Regions from separate parts of the Mus musculus genome. Here region 1 is linked to region 2. The links are chromatin contacts, called in public HiChIP or PLAC-seq maps. All regions are on one chromosome and are shown on one strand. The core of a region is the stretch at or near the end of the contact, and the rest is flanking DNA. Distances in the headings are between cores, read along the strand shown. Region 1 overlaps Flt1 (FMS-like tyrosine kinase 1). Region 2 holds the start of Flt3 (FMS-like tyrosine kinase 3).

Evidence for each region. HiChIP or PLAC-seq counts read pairs in DNA pulled down with a chosen protein or histone mark.
Region 1: a contact with region 2 is called in an H3K4me3 HiChIP or PLAC-seq map of stem cell-derived neural progenitor cells, with 2.7 times the contacts expected there. The contact joins the enhancer-like site here to the promoter of Flt3 in region 2. A contact is called at or near these places in 4 of 39 promoter capture datasets (the C10 cell line, hematopoietic stem and progenitor cells, liver and 1 more), 2 of 484 Hi-C or Micro-C datasets (embryonic stem cells and nephron progenitors), 3 of 115 datasets of contacts at active chromatin or transcription factors (embryonic stem cells and stem cell-derived neural progenitor cells) and 3 of 9 other capture datasets (embryonic stem cells, liver and pancreatic islet).

What each region holds. Positions count from the first base shown.
Region 1 is chr5:147,632,319-147,635,439 of GRCm38.p6, forward strand. It overlaps Flt1 (FMS-like tyrosine kinase 1), which reads right to left. Exons shown (of 30, transcript NM_010228.4): 14 at 2,059-2,205. Among named protein-coding and RNA genes, the nearest start is that of Gm35383, 26 kb to the right of the region's middle. Within about 2 kb of position 1,718, at least 12 of the 459 cell types and tissues checked have an H3K27ac peak or open chromatin away from gene starts, as enhancers often do. A contact at or near this core is called in embryonic stem cells and stem cell-derived neural progenitor cells, where this site is marked.
Region 2 is chr5:147,399,200-147,402,164 of GRCm38.p6, forward strand. It overlaps Flt3 (FMS-like tyrosine kinase 3), which reads right to left and starts at 1,290. Exons shown (of 24, transcript NM_010229.2): 1 at 1,021-1,290. The coding sequence starts at 1,066. Gm26597 (predicted gene, 26597) reads left to right here and starts at 355. Exons shown (of 2, transcript NR_165432.1): 1 at 355-700; 2 at 1,588-2,720.

The DNA of each region.
Region 1 (3,121 bases), core at 468-2,967, 230 kb after region 2:
GTGTACAGTCTCCAAAAGCCGTTCAGTTATCACTCCCTGTACACCGGACCGAGTGTCAAGCAGTAGGAAGACACTAATGAGGCTATCTGTCCGCCAAAGGGAACTGCATATCAACTGATGATTAAAACAGAATACAGGGAGGTGAAGACACGGCTCAGCGGCTAAGAGCATGGGATGCTCTCGAAGAGGATCTGAGTTCGGTTCCCAGCACCCACGGCAGCGGCTGACACCGCCTGTAACTCCAGCTCCAGAGGAACCTGATGCCTCTGGCCTTCTCAGGCACCTGCACGCATGGGCACATGCCTACATATCTACACACAGGATTAGAAATAGACCTTTAAAAATAATAATACAGTGTGAGAATAGAATAGGTTTATATCACACACACACACACACACACACACACACACACACACACACCACCCCACACCAAGTAATTACCCCTTTATATAACCTCAGTAAGAGAGAAGCCAAAACCTTCATAAGGGAAAAAAAAAGGACGCAGGGGCAGGCTGCCTCCTTTGGGTGAGTGGGAGGCCCTTTTGGAGGGATGACAAGAAGCCAGTTCCAGTGTGCTGCATTCTTGTGACGAATGTGCTAACTCAAGAGAAGCTGTGACATGCTGGCCCTGTGCTGTGGAATGTAACCCCTCTCTGGGATATTGTCACTACTGTCAAGCTTGACTCTGCCACGGTCTCATTCCAAGGTTGGACTCACACAGGTGTTCTGAGTGGAAGACTCAATTTCAAGGCTACCCTGCACTATCACGTTGCCAAACATTTCAGATAAATGGCAATCTATTTATAATACGGGCATTGAAGCAGGCCCTTGGACATGATAGTCAAGGGGCAATTTTATGCTTTCCTACAAATGTAATTGTTAACCAAAAAAGCCAGTAAGCTTCATCCTATTTAGCCACCACACGAAGCAGGCAGGAGACATTGTTTATATTCTTTGGTTTTAGTCTAGTTGGTTTTATTTTTGAAAGACTATAACTCATACCAGTTAGTTTAAGTTAGAAAGTTGGTTTTCTTGTTTGTGTGTTTTTCTTTGTGTTTGCTTCTTTTAGGGCTGGAGAGATGTCTTAGTGGTGAAGGGTACTTGCTGCTCTTCAAGAGGACCCGAGTTCAGTTCCCAGCATCCACACCAGGAAGCTCGCAACCACCTGCAACTTCAGCTCCAGGAGAGCTAACACCCTCTTCAGGCCTCCACTGGCACCTGTACACACACACACACACACACACACACACACACACACACACTCACGCATCTAAAACAAAGAAAATGTTTTGCCTGATCAGTATAATAAAATAGTGGCCCCCCAAATTATTAAAATGAATGTAGATGAACTTTAAAAATTATAAATCTACTTTCCTGGGCTTTGTATATACTAGATGTTTAAAACTATACACTATGTGGTTGGAGAGAGAGACCAGTGATTATCAAGAGCACAGGCTGCTCTTCCAGAGGATAGCAGGTTCAACTGCTAGCATCTTCATGGTGGCTCACAGCTGTCAGGGGATCTGACACCCTCTTCCCGTCTCCTAGGATACCGGGCACTCAAGTGGTAAGCATGCATGCACAGGCAGAAGAAACACTCAAACTCACAAAGTTTAAAAAGTAACAAAAAAAAACCCTATGAAATCGCTCAGGCCGATACTGTCTTTCCTCCCTCTCCCAGTTGAAAGGTGAATGGTGCCACTTCCTGGGTGGTCTTTCCATTTCTTTCTCACTGAGCTGTTGAAGGCACTCGGGACACAGTTGTAAGGACCCTTTCTAGAGTGACTCCTTCTTGAAAGCTGAAGTGAGTGTGGTCTGCGAGCATGGTAAGTGGAAGGTTCTAGATGTCTGTCGGATAGCAGGTAAGAGCAAGCACCGGAGAGGAGGGGAGTGGTGAGGCAGGAGGATGGGATGGGGGTGGGGAGTAGTGAAGCGGGGAGGGTCAAGGGGCGGGGAATGGCGAAGGGGGAGGATCAAGGGGCGGGGAATGGCGAAGGGGGAGGATCAAGGGGCGGGGAATGGGGAAGTGGGATGAAGCAAGGGAGAAGACTCTCTTACCCGGTTCTTGTTGTATTTTGTGGTTGTTTTTGAACCAAGTGATCTGAGGCGCGGGGACACCTCTAGCTTGACAGTCTAAGGTCGTAGAGCCACTGATGGAGACCTCGTAGTCACTGAGGTTTTGAAGCAGGTGTGGCGCTTCCGAATCTAGCGAGGAAAGAGAGGGGGTGTGGTTATTTATATTGCACAATCAGATGGACATCTTAATAGAGACAAGCCCAAGGTAAGGCTTCAACATGCATTTGTCGATTTTTCTTTTCACTGATTAAAGCTACGGCTTCCCTTAAGAAAACGTGATAACAAATTGTAATGTGCTACAATGTAGGTAAATAAAGAACTAGGTTGGACTCTATATTTTTAGATACTAATACACCAACTCACTTTCTTCTTTAATAAAGAAAAGCATTACTAAAACGCAAATATTTCATATTTTTCTAGAGCTAAACATGAAACACATGGTTGTGTGTGTAGAGGTTTTGGGGTTGGGTTTTTTGTTTTGTTTTGTTTTGTTTTAACATTCCTATTGCACATGCGTGATGGGCCAATATCATCTTACATCTTATGTTTGTTCTCTGGACTGAGCCCGACGGCTGATGGCTCCTGTGTTTGAAATGAATTTCATGGACTGGGTTGTGTTACTCCATAGTCTACACTTCGAGGCAGCAGACCAAACAGGAAAATTCTGAAATCATTCAATGCTTTATTGGTCACTCCCCTCCCTCCCCTCCCTCTCCCCCAAATACAAGCAACGAAAAAGTTCATTCAAGAGGCAGAGGCACAAATTTGTAGGTTTTGCGCTATATAATAGCACAAGTATTGTATTTTATATTATTTTCTCTTAAAACATACAAATATGGTACAATACAATTTATTTTAATAAAATGCCAACCAATATAGTACAACAAAAAATGAATTTAATACATTAAGATGCAATACATTATAATATTAAAAATACCACACAGGAACGGCAGTACCCTCCAGGGCCCCCGTGAGTACAGTGTCTCAGTTTAATGGAGTAGTTATTCAGTCCTGCTGACGTGTATACATTCTAGTGAGGTGGCCT
Region 2 (2,965 bases), core at 40-2,539:
TGCATCAACTCGCTTAAGAAAGGTACAGCGTTCTCCCCATCCTTTTCCTTTATAGCCTACATTTTTTAATTTTATCATCTTTTTTTTTAAAGTAATTGGAAACCGTTTCTGCTCATTTAATGTTGCAAAATGTTTTCTCTATTTGTCACGGAAGGTTCAAGCCAGAATCCTAAATGTTGGAAATGAAGGGGAAATAGGCCACTGGGCAGACTGAGGCCAAGCCAGGAGTGCCTCAGAAGGCTGCAAAACTAGGGCAGGGCCTGATCTCCCCCCACCCCCACCCCCGACTTCTAGAACTGTCTCCAACTCCAACTCAATCCAACCCCCTTGTCTTCCCAAACAGAAAGCTGACGCGAGACCGATTAGAACTGGGCAGAATGGGGACTTTCCCCCCTATAGTTAGTTACTATTTTCAATCACAGCTATGCTTCTACCCGAACAGGCAACTTGGGAGAGTAGTCCTAGGAGTCCTTGAAAGTGTCACTAGGGTTTAATCCTAAAATAAGAAAAGTATGGAGAGGGGAAGGGTAGCTAGTTTTTAAATTTATAAATCTGTTTTGCATAGTATTTCCAAAGTAACTAGCCACTGAGTGAAGCGAAAATTGGTACAGGTGGGGGTCGTTAGCAGGGATGACCGCTCTAGCAGAGGATGCTCGCAGTTTTCCCATTAGTTTGCTCTGTCAGCCTACATCTCAAAGAGGTGAGAACGCACCGGCTCGAGAATCTATAGTACCCAGAGGTCGGGTCAGGGAGTCTCGGGCCACCTGCGCTGCTGAAGAAGACTCTCAGAGGCTGACGGAGCATCCAAGCCCAAGCCCAGGCGCGGTGGCCTGGGGACTGAGCTGCAGAGGAGCGCTGCGGAGGAGGGTGAGGGCAGGGGTGGGCAAACCAAAGCCAAGTTCACCGCTTGAAAGGGGGGACGTGAAAGAGGGGAGTGATGCGGCGGCGAGGGGAGCGCGCGGTGGGTATGAGGGAGTGATGCGCGCTCGGCCGGGGTGCAGAGGGGGTGAGGGGCCTTACCAAGCAGCAGCAGCCGCCGGTCGCTGCGCTGCGCCAACGCCCGCATGGCCTCCGGAGCGCGCGGTAGCCAGGCCGCCGGCCCAGCCTGTGATGCGGTCCCAGCGGCGCGCCCCGGGCTGCAGGTGGCTCGCTGAAGGATGCGCGTCACTGACCACAGATTCCCTCGGACTGGTGCAGAGCAGAGGGGGAGGAACCTCTCTCCAGAGGCCGCGGCCGCTCGCTGCTAGGCGGGCTGAACTGGCGCAGTGCTGCAGCCGATCCCACGTGCCCGCCGTGGTCCCCAGCCTGCGCTCCTGGCACCGGGACTGCGGCAGGGGAGACTGGGTGCGGTTCGGCTGGGGAAGTTGCCTGGACTCCGTGGTTGAGTCCCCGGACCTCTGCTTTAAACTCCTAAGGGTGAGAAGAGTGGTGACACACAGACCTCCTTCTTCATGCGCGGGGATCTTTGATGTCCCGTGATGGGCACTGAATCGGTGCCATACACTGGTAACCCCGTGAGTTTTATTCCACATCTGGTAGATCTGCATTGTGGACTGATTTTCTTTGTCTCCCTGTCCTTTCTTATAGGATGTCCAAGATTCCCATCCACCTCCGACCCAGAAAAGCAGACGCGGTTTCAAGGTCAATAAATTAGAGAGGTTAAACAGACACCCAAACAAATTAGACCGTGCACCTCAAAGGATGTTTGGAGTTGTCACCTCCTAGTTCTGGCTTTTAGTCTCATAGTGTCTCTAGGTAACAATTATTTCCCGTGCATCAAGCTGAATATTGAAAGCACAGGATAGCAGCCCTGGCTTCCCCATGAAGGAACCCTCCTGAGCCATTTGTCCTCTGTGTCCTAGTTCTCTCCCCATAATGACGTCAGTAATATCGCTCCATCACAGCAGTCCTCCGCTCCTCATTCTTTTCATCGTTTTTCTCTTCAGGCATGACCCCTGAGAGCATACAAGCACACTAACAACACTGTTTCTCCTCCACTCAGTCCACAGCACTATCAGCCTTCCCGCTAGGGGAAACTTCAAAGTGACGTCCTCCGGGCAGCCACTGTGGAAAATGACATGGGCTTGGTGCTTTAGGCATTTTAAGGTCAGGTGCCCGACGCATGGATTCCACTTCTGGAATTGCAACAGGAGCATGAAGAAACATTCCAACATTCCTGCACACCACAGTGAGACTGTCCACTGATCAGCGGCCAGACGGAGAAATATACATATGTAAAGCAGCACATTTCATCTTTAATAGGGAGGGCAATTCCCACACAGCTACCTCTCCAGCCTATTCATGGATCTTTTTTTTTTTTTAATCATCTGATAGCTTTGTGGGGCTAGAGATGTAGCTCACCGGTAGATTGCTAGCTTAGCTCTTGCAAGGCCCGGGGTTATATCATCAGCAAGAAAAAAAGTAAAAGAAAAAGAAGAAGAAAAAGAAAAAGGGAAAGAAAAAGAAACACAGACCCAAAACCTTCCAGGTGTGGAGAGTTCACTCTCCGAGACATGTGGTGCTCAGGCTGCTGAGATGTGTATCTGTGGTTATCGGTTATTCATCTGGAACCAGAAGACAAAGCTTAGGTCCAGCCCATCCCAGGACAGTTCTCAGAGGCCAGCCTTCACTTGGGAGATCACTTCTTCAAACCAGGTTTTTGTTTGCTTAGTTTGCTTTTAGGCTTTCCCCTTTAATAAAATGGAAAGAGAAGACACCAACGCTAAGATCTTCCAGTCCTGGTACATTTGCAATTACAATAATTGACTTAAAAAAATTTCTAGAGCTGGGTTTGTTGCTATACACCCATAATGCCATGAGGCGGAGGCAGGTAGAGCATTAGTCAGCCTGGGCTACATAGCAAGACCCTATCTTAAAAAAAAGGGCCGGGCGTGGTGGCGCACACCTTTAATCCCAGCACTGGGGAGGCAGAGGCAGGCGGATTTCTGAGTTCAAGGCCAGCCTG